2 separate regions of the Arachis hypogaea genome follow, and region 1 is linked to region 2. A link is a contact called in public Hi-C data. All regions are on one chromosome and are shown on one strand. Each heading gives the region's core, a stretch centred on a gene start, on an enhancer-like site or on the middle of the called end of the contact. The rest is flanking DNA. Distances are from core to core; before and after follow the strand shown. Region 1 has its middle 5.8 kb from the start of LOC112720575. Region 2 overlaps LOC112720574.

Evidence for each region. A called contact is a pair of places that touch in the nucleus more often than the background predicts.
Region 1: a contact with region 2 is called in a Hi-C map of an unstated tissue, with 2.8 times the contacts expected there. The contact joins two enhancer-like sites. A contact is called at or near these places in 2 of 8 Hi-C or Micro-C datasets (leaf and an unstated tissue).

What each region holds. Positions count from the first base shown.
Region 1 is chr11:27,341,482-27,348,200 of arahy.Tifrunner.gnm2.J5K5, reverse strand. No RefSeq gene overlaps it. Among protein-coding and RNA genes, the nearest start is that of LOC112720575, 5.8 kb to the left of the region's middle. Within about 2 kb of position 1,755, at least 3 of the 3 cell types and tissues checked have open chromatin away from gene starts, as enhancers often do.
Region 2 is chr11:27,159,286-27,165,438 of arahy.Tifrunner.gnm2.J5K5, reverse strand. It overlaps LOC112720574, which reads right to left. Exons shown (of 2, transcript XM_025771557.3): 2 at 5,626-6,153. The coding sequence ends at 5,829. Among protein-coding and RNA genes, the nearest start is that of LOC112720574, 6.6 kb to the right of the region's middle. Within about 2 kb of position 4,103, at least 2 of the 3 cell types and tissues checked have open chromatin away from gene starts, as enhancers often do.

The DNA.
Region 1 (6,719 bases), core at 506-3,005, 190 kb before region 2:
ATGCTTGTATGTGTTCTGCTGTTAGTTGTGGTTGGCTAATAATAGCAAAATGAACTTAACTTCTAACCCCGACCCTACTAAGAATTCTCCAATTCTTACCCCCTATTTTCACCCCTTTCAACTACATGTGCGAAGGTTTATTGCGGATCTACAGGAGCATAGAAGATTATGTTCACGAGTTGAGTTAGAATTTATTTTTCCCTCGTCGTTTAATGTTTTTAGTTTTTAGAGGGATAAGACTTGTAATTGAGGTTCTTTGAATAAGTCTATGTATATAAGCTATATGAATATATATACTTTTGTGATTAAGTGATTTAAAATAAAGTCCCCTCTCATTTTCTTAATTCAAGTTTCGGTTAGTATTTGCGAAGGCTCAATATTAAATAAAGATAGTATATAATAAAAAGGTTTAGGGGTAAGTAACGTCTGAGCTTTTGGTACAATCATGAGGTGTTAAATTTAGGGTGTTACAAGACGCAACGAGAGCGACGGCGGAAGGAGCTTGTGCGACGCAAGCGATGACGGAGAGAGTTCATGTGACGGCGGCATCAGCAGCGGAGGAAGCTCGTGCGAGGAAGAGAGGAGTGTGTTTTGTGTACGAGTGTGTGAATAGAGCTCGAGAGATGGTACTTTAAGTTAGGGTTACTCAAAATTGTGACAGATTTATTAATTAATTACAGACGAATTTTTTATTGGTAATAACTCTAAAATCAAAATTTTAATTTTATCGACAGAATTATCAGAAGATTTTATAGTCTGTCGATAAATATTTGAAAAAAAATTTAATTATTTTACCGAAAGAAAATTCATGAGTATTTTCGACAGCAAATTTTATCTTAAAAATTCGTATGTAATTTTATATTTTCTAGTAGTATATGATATTAAAACCCAAAAAATCTTGTAATTCTTTAGTAAGATAGAATTCTCACTTATTTGATAAGCTGATTATGATAGAAGGATGTATAGGATTAATATTACTATAACATGCTCAATATAAGAATAAATGATATCCTTGAATTCATTGTATCATGAGGTCTGGATTCTACCAGACCAATTGATTACTAATTAGTTTCCTTATGATCAAGAAATTAGTCAATTTTCAATCAACTATTCAAATATTTAGTTGTCAGAATACATTACCTCAAAACTTATTCAATCTCAAGTTAGTATCGCAAAAAAGAAGACAAAATTGAGTTAAAATTTTCTCAGTATTCAATGTTAGGAAGGAATCGCAGTGTACTTGTATAAACATATCGTTCATTGTACAATGATGAAATATGTAAGCAAGTCTTGTCTTACTATGGATAATATAGTGTCAATGCGAAGAACAATGCTTAGATAATATCTTTGCATTTGATTCAATACTTAGATCATCTATATGCAATTGGGTCAGTGCCTAGATAATCTATATACAATTAATTCATAGTCTAGATAATCTATATTCAATAGATAATATTTCAGTCTTGGCGTCCTCATAGATTGAGGATCTAGAGAATTGATTAACATATCTGTTATCACAGAGAAGCTGTCTGTGCTCAACCCATGGAATAGACATAACATCAAGGAGTAGGAAAACCCATATCATTTCATCACGTAAAGAAGAATAAATTGCTCATCACCAGAGAAAAGCCCATTATTTGTCAAAGAACTGTTCGAGTTCTTTTTCTTTCCATCAAGAAGATTTATTATGTCCCGCCCCAGACCACCCACAAAAGATAAAACAAAAGAAGAATTGTCTATCTTCTTTTGGGTTTGGAGAATTATATTGTTCAGTACTTTGCCTTGTGGAGTTTGTATTTGTTGGCTTTGGGCCTTGTGTCCTGTTCTCCATTAATTTGGAAGAACTAAAACAAAAAATAGAATATGTTTTTGGATGACAACCAAAAACAGCATATGATTAAAAAGAATTCTCCAATCTGACAATTATAAAAAAAAACTATCCAATAAGATACAGACATGGTACTTTTCCAAAAAAAAGTATATGGTGCAACATTGAATTATTTCATAAGATGGTAGAACCATGTTGAAAGTGAACTGTGCATAATGAAAAATGGGCTGTTAAGATGTTGAAATTTCTTTTAAAGATTGTGGTGCAAGCTTGGAAATCATATTCATGTATTATGGTTGCGATGTTGAAATCCTATAAAGCTAAAGAGTTTAAAGGCAAAACTACTCAAATGAAGATGGCAAAAATATCTTCTCATGAAGATGCTTTGTTTAAAAGTGTGGTTTATTTATTTAGCCACACTTTAAACAAAAAACAATACTTTTATAAATATTAAAATCTAACCATACAATTCATCATCCAAGAGTCAAAAAGAAATATATTCACATGAAGACAATTATAAAATCTTCATTGTAGTATCCACCTTATTTAAATTGGTCTCCAAAAAATTTTGAAGTAGACATTTTGATCCCTAACAAAAATTAATTACTCAACTAATCCTTAATATTTTCTAGTGTCAGACAGTATAGTCTTTCCGTTAGATTACTCTGTTAAACTCTAACAGTAAAGTCCAATGTATCACATTAAGCTGATGACTCAGCGGTTATGTGACACGTGGATATACGACAAATTAGTCTCTGCGTGAATTAGGACAAAAACGACGATAGAAAATTGCTATAACCCCTAAAACAACATTGGAATCCATCTTCTTCTTCCTCTTGCCACAACCCTTCATTCTAGAATAGCAAATAACTTACAGAGAAGGTTGTAATCAGTAACCATGGCAAGTGGTGAAAGTTCGGAAGTTCATATTACCGGTGTATACACATGTGCTCTGACTCAAGAAGGGGGTACTTTATGCTTGGGGTGGCGGTCAATCCAGGCAGTTAGGCCTTGGCCCCCAACTTAAACTGGGTTGTTCTCGTGAGTTGCTAATGACTCGTACATTTTTCCGCATCATCCCAGTTTTGGTTGTTCCAAAAGGCGTAAAATTTGTTGCTAATGGGCATTCTCACACGCTTATTTCAACGACGGATAGTCAAATTCATGGATGAGGTTACAATAGCTATAGTCAGGAAGCCAACAAGAAATATACATATGCTTGGTACCCGTTGCCTGTTGACCGGTACGTGCGTCTATATGGAGTGTAAGTAATCTCCTCACTCTTCTTGACTGCATAGGTTTTTATGTAAAACAATTCCAAATCACAAGTGTGTTGGGGAGGTTCGGAAACTAGCTACTAGTGGGGTCATTCAGCTATATTGACTGATGCTTGTTCGTTAAAGAAGTTGTGCGAGTTTATATCTGTTGAGACGATGATTTTGTTTGATGCCGCCAAGGTTGAGGACGTTGCATCCAGAGGATAAGATGCTTTGGCTGGCCTCTGCGGGAAACTCAAGTACATGAAAGTATTTTGTGATGTCAAAATGAAAAGAATTACACAATTTGTTGGTACTTATGCATTATGCTAAAAGTCAAAATCTTGCTAATAAGCTATGCAAAACTAAATCTGAGAAGAGTTCTACTTGTCAATTATGTTTATGTTAGAACATCAATTTGAAAGTTATGTGTTAATATCTAGGGGTGTCCATGGATCGGATCGTATCCGCAGATCCGTGGTAAATATCCACATCCGATCCGAAAATTGCGGATACGATCCGATCCGCAAATTGATCGGATCGGATCGGATCCGATCCGCACCATTTGCGGATCGGATCGTGGATATCTGCTCTACATCTACGTATTCGATCCGCGGATCTGCAGATTCGCACTATAATAATTAAAAAATAAATAAATATATATATATGTTTAGTATTATATTTACTTGTTTGTATGTTTTAGTTAGTAATTATTATTCATATATTGTATTATTTTATTTTTGTTATTTAGAGAGAGTTTGATTAAAAATATTTTAGGAATAAATAAGTTTAAAAGTATGAAAGAAATATTTTTATCGAATTCTTTTACGTAGAAATATGATTAAAAAGAAAAGGTTTAATTATGCGGATATATCCGATATCCGATATCCGATCCGATCCGCAAATGTGCGGATCGGATCGGATCGGATCCGGCACTAAAAAGTGCAGATACCATATCCGATCCGATCTGATGAAAATTGTGCGGATCGGATCGAATTTTCGGCCATATCTAATCCGATCCGATCCGATCCGCGGACACCCCTATTAATATCTTTTTGGCTTCATTAACTTTGTTGTCTTTGATTTTATATGAAACTTGAGTTCAAAATCCATTTATGATAGTGGTAAAAAAGAAGGCCCTCTATAACAATTGGTGACATTTCTTTGTTAATCCTTGCATTCCTTTTTATCTTTGTTAATTTTTGTTAGTTTATCTTTAGATAATATATCTGGATAAGAAAGAATAGAGGGAGTATTTTGTTGGTGGAATAATTTGGCATATGTGAATTTGACTCCTTAGGGCCCAAATTTGGACAACTTGAAATCTCGAAACTGCATATAAAAAGGGGAACTGAAGACACAAGAAGAAGAATCTTGCATTTCTGAGATTATATTTGGGAGACGACGCGTCACGCATATATAATATGTTTTTAATGGACGAAGTTAAGTAAACCTTGTTTGAAAGAAATTTTAATGGGAGAAGAAGGGACAAAATATAGTTGTCAGAACCGAACCGGTAATCGAACCGGTCAGATTATTGGGTTAATGGATCACTGGTTCAACCGGTGGGTCACTGGTTGAACCGATAGAACCGGTCGTACGTAAATAAAAAATATAAAATAGTAAAAATTTGAATAAAGTGACAATTAGGTCCTTAAAATTTTCGACTTCAGATTAATTATCCCTTGAAAAAAAATAAAGTACAAATTTTGTCCTTCAAGATAATAAACGATGAACACATTATGTCCCTCCATTAATTTATCATGTGAAATTTAGTGGTGATGCTTATATGTCCCTACTAATTAGTCCTAAGTCGAAATCTTCGAAGACCTACTAACTCAATACTCTAAAAAATTTAAAATAAATATCTTTACTAACATTTTAATATGTAAATGTAAATATTAAAATATTTGATACTTATTTTAATAATTCTATAAATTCTAAAGAATTAAAAAAAATTGAGTATAAAACTAAAATTAAATTAAATAAATATAAAATAATTCAGTTGTGTATGTATATAATATATAAAATAATTAGCATATAAATTTACAAATGAACACACTAGCTTGGTGGTGCTCCTTGTTGGCTCCTAGCAAGGAGGCATGGGTTTGACACTCCTTGAATACATTTTTGAATATTGGATCAATATTCAAATGCTGTTGGAGCACCCAAAACCTGCATTTGTTGGGAGCACCATAGGACCGGTCGATTTTGACCGATTTTGTTCGGTTTGTAAAAAACCGACCGATTTTAAGCGGTTCAAATTCTTGTTCGGTCCAAAATTTCAACCGAGTCAGTCAGACCACCAGTTTATCGGTTTTTCGATTAAACCGGCCGGTCCGGTCCGGTTCTTACAACACTCCGACAAATTGTTATCCATCCAAAATCCCTATTTTTTTTATCTTCCAAGAAAAGACACGCGCTCAAGAACTCATTCTATTCTATCATAAATGTTATTAAAAATCTAAACAAGAAAAGATTCTTGGTCATTCTACTCATTGTATTGCTCCATTATGAGCCATGCTTTTTTTTACTCTTCATAAAACTCACATACGTAGAGGATTTTTAGCCTCCCTGTTTGTGTACCCTAATAGAGTTTGTTAATCTAACAAAATTTTTTACCTTAACAGATTGTTGTATGGTGTTTGTTATGGTGTCTAAAAAGTATTGCCTAATTACTAAAATAGATAAAATAATTAATTTTACATTTTAAAGTATAAAAGTTAAAATTTTTTAAATATTTTAAAGTTATTATAAAAAATAATTTAGGTAAAAGTTAAATACCAAACAAAAGACATCATAGAATTGGCTTTGTTATATATAGGAGAATGATCATATGAGAGGAGTGGTCTTGTATGCGGCTATATTACGTATATACCTATTATTTTCAACTATTTTCAGTCATCAGTATAAAATATATGTTAAAATATAAATACATATTAAAAATAAATTTAATCACACATATAAATATATTAGTAACTGATGTTAGTAACTAATTTTGATGTACAAATAATATTTTTACTTTGGATGAGAGTAAGAGAAACACATATGTACCTTTTAATCTCACATCAATGATCAAAATTTAAAGAGTCAGACAACCTTTTTAACTCTTATCTGACGATATATCAAGTTTTAATTCTCATTATCCGTGTATAATACATAGATTGTTATATAAAATAATACTACATTATCAACATAATCAATATCAATTTTTTTAAACTAAATTTTAAATTCTAAACTTCTAAATTTTTTTATATTAGCTCAAAGTACTGATTAATATTAATAAAAAGTATTATTTTTTAATATTTTTTATTATATATAAAAATATAAAAAAATAAATTTTAATTAGTCAACGTTAATCAATTTTATTTTAAGATTCATAATTTAGAGTTTAGAATTAAGAATTTAAGATCTAAAATCTAAAATTTAAAACAAATAAAATAATTTTAAAAAATTTAGTTGATTTTGACTTAAAAAAAAAGTTGGCTCCTTAATATTACTCTTTATATATACTTGATATATAGTCTAACACTCATATTAAATTATTCGTCGTCTCACTACACATACACAACTTTTCCAAACAATTTATAGTTAAAATTAAACCATTCATACATATATAATTCGGATGTATTTAT
Region 2 (6,153 bases), core at 2,854-5,353:
AAAACTATAAATACAAAAAAAAAAAATTCTAATATCGAGTAATATTTCAAATAATTTTTTAATTAAAATATTTTTAGTAAAAAACTTTTATTTTTAAGAAATTTTAATTACTAAATTAGTTTTTAAAATTTTATTTCATTAAAAAATCTGATATGAAAATTTTAAAATAAATAATGCTACATATTCAAGTATTTTTATAAATTTAGTCCAACTAAATTAAATAATAAGACTTGAAGTAATATTAGTTATAACTAATTTTTGTTGATGTTAGACCAATTTAATTGGAGTTAGTTAATAAAAGAATTTAAATGCGTAATATTATTCTTTTAAAATATGCATTTTTTTTAAATAATAATAAGAAATGATTTGATTACATATATACTCTTAAATAAGAGAATTTAACATAAAAATTTTAATTTATCTACCAAATAAAAATTAAAAATTAATTTATTGATTAAAATTCGTATCAATTTCAACTATGATCCAACGAAAATCTTGATTCTTGAAACCTGATTTGGATATTACGTACTTTCTCATATCAGACAAGCAAGGATAGGTACAGGATTCATATTATTATTATTATTATTATTGAAGAACACAGTAGGTCCAAACATATATATAGAAAACTTTTAATTTGGACCACTGATCTTTGTTTTGAACTTTTGATAGATATTCGGGTAAAGTTGTTTGTCAGCTATATGGTTATCTTTAATGTCTTGATCTTTTTTACCCTTTGGATTTGACTCTTTGTTTTTTACCTTAGCCACACCGAGGATCATTCATTATTTTTGGCCTTCAAATACGTTGCACTCGTAATTATAGTTTCAAATTACGAAGGATTTTTGTCCTATGTATGTGGTGTGTTTAGTGCATCAGAGGTACCTGAGTTGAATTCCATGTTTCCAATTTTCAATTACCAAATCATAATGCAATAATGCATTTATTATTATTATTATTATTATTATTATTATTATTATTATTCGAGAACCATTATATTTTGGAAGCCACTTAAATAAAGATGTTAAAAACGTCTTTTTTTAAAGATATTTTTTAAAAATTAAAATTTAACACATAAAATAAATTAAATTGTATTATTTTTATTAAAATTAGATCGGACAAATCAATTTAACAAAAAAATTAATAAATTAAATTTTGAGCTGGTATAAATTAATATTTTTTATAAAAAATTACTACAATATTCCTATTATAAAACACAACTAAAATATCCCTATTATATATATTCATTTTGAAAACTTTAAATTCTAACCCTATAACAATAGAGAAAAAAATGGCTAGAATTTAGAATTCTCAAAATTAATATATATAATAAGAATATTTTAGTCATTTTATATAATAAAAATATTGTAGTCATTATTTATAAAAAATAATATTAATTTAGATAAATTTAAAATTTAATTCACTATTTTTTGATTAAATTAATTTGTCTGACCTAATTTTAACAAAAATAATATAATTTAAGTGATTATATATATTAAATTTTAATTATTAAAAAATATCTTTAAAAAAAATATTTTCTACATCTTTATAAAAGCATCCCTTACATTTTATAGGAGCATCCCTTACATTTTTTAGCAGTTTACTTTTGCAGCAGCTACTTCGGATATTGTTCATTAAAGATTTGTTTCTTCTAATATTTTAATATTGCAGATTACATTGCTCTTTCAGGCTTTCACTAATACTATATAAAGGTAACAGTTATTAAAATATTATCTACTCATATCATCTTCAGAAAATGATACTTTTACAACCCATATAAAAATGTCTACATTAGTCAAATTTTAAATAGTAATAATTTGTAATTTATGGTTTAGAATTTTAATTTTAGAAAGGGGTAATTTTTATTCTTTTAAGAAAAAAATTGACAGAAAAATATTAAGACTCGTTTTTGTTGCTTTTAATGGTTTTTTTTTTCTTTTTCTTTTTTTTTTTTTACAATATTCTCCAATAATTTTGAGTACATAGTTAAAATTAGTACCCAGTCTTAACATAACACCTGTAATTCCTTATCAGCCAAAGTCTTACTTTCAAAGTGGGTTTCATTCATGTGTAACACAAAACTTACAAGATAGACTGTTGTTGTTTGCAAATAAGAATTAAAATTTTCTGTTGACGCCACTAAAGTTCAAATTAAAAGCTAGATCTAATTAATAGAACTCCATCATCATAACATATACGCACTCAGTTTGTCTAGCTTGCATTGCTAATGGCCCATTTTTGTCCCACCCCGTTTGCACATCAACACAACCTATCATTATTGTGCTCCTAGCAAGCAAAATCAATGTGTCTGCAACTCTGCATGCATTGAAATGTATATCGTCGTTTTTTGGTTTAATAATAAAATGCATTCTATATTTTAGGAAAAAAATTATTATTTTTATTCATAAAAAGTTAAAAATATTAACAAATTTATCTAAAAAAAATTAAGATTCGGATACTCTACTTATCATACAAGACTATTTTTGTCGATATAAAATTAATTTTGTTCATCCATAATTAAATTTATCAGCATGCCAAAAAGGATAATTTACTTTCACAAAAATAATACTATTAAATGACACAAGTTCTAGTAGTGTATGTCATATCGTATGTTTACATATAATGAAAATATATTGTGTATGTACAGGGTGTTTTAACGTCGTATTATGGAATTACATTTACTAGACAGAACATGCATATAATAACTCACCTAAATTTGGTAGATGTCCTACTTAAAATAGTAAACAGTGTGTGAATTAATACAATAATGTCTAATATATAATCAATGAACTTAGTAGTGATGTTAATATGCTATATATGAATATAAGTACATACATAACTATGCGTTTGGTTCTCTATTAACTAGTGTGTACAACTCTTTTTAATTTTTCATTATTTATCCCCGCATTATTTTTCCACTGCCATATAAGGTCTTCACGAACCCTATTTGAAGAAAAAATATTGGTTTTTTTTAAATAGAATTATATAGTATAATTACATATGGATAAATTTTGCAAGTAAAAGTTAACACGCAGAATAAATGTTGAATAAGTCTCAATATTCTGACAACATACAAAGTACGTGTTGGACATGTATCAACATTTTGGTCAATACGTAAGATATGTATTGAACACGTTTTCTATACATTTACAATACTGTAATACACTTAAATGTCAATATTCATCAACTAAAATATCTTCATCATCTTTATATTAAAAATAATTTTTGACCAATTTATCTATTTTTATTTTTTATTTTATTTCGGGTTATTATTAATATTAATATATAATTATGGAATTGATAGTCACATAGTGAAACTACTCCAACCAAACAGTCAGTGGAGATTTTCCCTTTAGGCAATGGCATAAGGCAAGTTGGACCCAATATTATTGAATTGAATTCCAAATACGTCCTTTTCTCTTTTCTCTAGTAGTTAACAAGTTATTATGACGCGCCAACCTCATCAGTCATCATACATTATCATTAGTAACAAACAGGATCCCGCTAGGGAGACAATGGACTATTTGTACAATATGTACAATAGGCTATTGAGTTACAAAATGAACATCTCCCATACTATCACTATCTAGAATAACCATCCGAATACTAGCGATAATAAACATCTTCCCAAAAAAACTTAAACTAATTTTGGAGTTCACCAAAACTCAAATTCTTGACCTTTCGGACCTCACGCTTTAATACCATGCATAATACCACTCATCCTAAAAGCTTCAACTGATGAGAGAAGGTAACACTAATAATTATATCTCTAATACTCTCTAAACTTCCATTGTACACATTGTATAAATATTCTATTGGCTCTTCATACTTTCCCTAACAAATAACACTAACACACACACCGTGACTCACTTCGAACTCAACCAATATTGGATCCTTCTCACCTTTGGGTAGTTTGCTAGGCCATACCCATGCCAAAGGGTATGGACAATTGGACATGGAAGATGAATGAATAATCTCCCTCCTAAAATAGTACGAGAATGCCAACAACCACTTTGTACAACAATCTCATTTGGTTCTTTAACAAACTAATGCTTGTTTGTTGCGTGTACCACGTGAACACACCTTATAATATACATCAAGCTAAGCACTTTCTAAAAGCTACTCCCAAGTAAACTTTCCATGTGGATTTCTTTGGTAGGATTAGGGTGTTGAGAATGAATTTCCCAAAAATTAAACATTGTCACACACATTACTTTTTTCTTTATTGTAAAAATATACATCAATAATAGAAGAATGCTAGAAGTTCATCAAAATTTATTGTTTTTAGCCATTAATTAACCATCAATATTTAAAAATATAAGATAAAGTATGTTGTTGGATTACCAAACTAATGGAACTAGATTAAAGAATTTGAGTTGATAACTAAATAATGACAAAAAATAATAAATTTTTATAATCTCTAGCATTTTTCATATTTTTAAATATTTAAGTTTTGTAACATGTAATACCACTATTATAATTTATTAGTGGACTAATAGACACCAAACGCGTCTGTTAATCTATTTTTTATAAGTTAAATAAAAAATAATAATAAATTTGATATTAGCTAGAATGATAAGTTATACTAAAACCAAAAGATTATGAGTTTAACTATTGAAAATAACAACTTTTTTTAATAAATTGTAGATGGTAAAAGGTGTTTTAGGGGGAAAAAATTGTGCATCAATCCCCTTTCAATCTATATTATATATATAAAAGATAAAAGATAGATAGATAGATAATAGAAGAAGACTATATATAATAGATAGAAGATATATAAATTTTAATCTTGAACCATTTGAAATAGTCTGGAGGTCAAAAATTTAGATAATAATAAAGTTCTAACTTCAAATATTATTTTTCTTAAAATAATAAAGTGAATAAAATATAAAAATTTTATTAACAATTGTTTTAAAATATTTATTAAGTAGAAAAATGTTTAAAAAATTATAGAAAAAATATATTTATTTAACATTTACTTCAAAATCTTGGCAAAAACCCAGAATTACACGTAATATTATTAACTCTTTATTTTTTATTTTTTATTTTATTTATTTATGAAGAACTAATGTTAATTGATCTCTTATATAGGAGTAAACTCTAGCCAAAAAAAAGTGTAGAGAAGATGACTAGTAAAAAATATTTGTATATTATCACCTAACTTTCGAAAAATGAGAATAATTTTTATCTTTAGGATTATCCTATATGAATCTCTGAATTAATCTTAAAGTTTCATCCCTTTCGCTTTGCTTTTCTTTTCAGTTATCTACCCAACATAAAAGTATAAAACAGCAATGGTCATCCTTTTAAACAACAAAGTCTGCCAATGAGTTACTTTTATTATGTTTTAGCATATAATTCAATGAATTATAGTTGGTGCTCATGAAAGTGAATATGTTCACTCACGGTTCACTAACAGTGTTATAAACCATAGATGATACATAAAGCCATTTTTAGGTTAAAAGAGAAGGAAAGTAGTTAACACCGTTTGTTGAGTTTGTGTGTCCCTTTCACTATAACCTGTCATTGGTATCCTGAAATAACAAGACTTCCCCATGATGTTTACGCTGCTCCCTGGTGCAGAATCAGCACAGCAATAAGCCATGAGAGGGAAAAAAAAAGTTTCAGTGATACAGAAAGAAGAAAAGGACTTCATATAAGAAGAAAGAGATACTCCCACCAATCCTACTATACAGGTTACAAAAACCATTAAAGAGAAAAGATAGTAGAAAAGTAATATCCAACCCAACCATCAACTTATAAAGTTAGAAAGAAAACCCCACACGTCGAAAGGAAATTAATATAGATATGAAACATTCTTAAAATGCAGATTAGATGCTAAGAAGATCTGGTGGCGGTGACTTCGGAGGGTTTTGATTATCTTTAGTATGCTCTTTCGATGATGTGGCCATTGGAGACTCTAAGCTGTTTGATGATGACAATGATGAGGACTCGGTGATTGTCGAATCTCCCTGCTTAGATCCCGGTGGCTTTGGAAGCTCGGTGAGAATTTGAACCACTTCGCGCATGGTTGGTCGCTCTACAGCTTGTTCTTCGACACACAGCATGGCGACATAGAAAACGTGCATCACCTCATGGAGGGGAACTGAGGGAAGCCTAGGATCAAGAACCTTAAGCACTCCTTCCTTGTTTGAG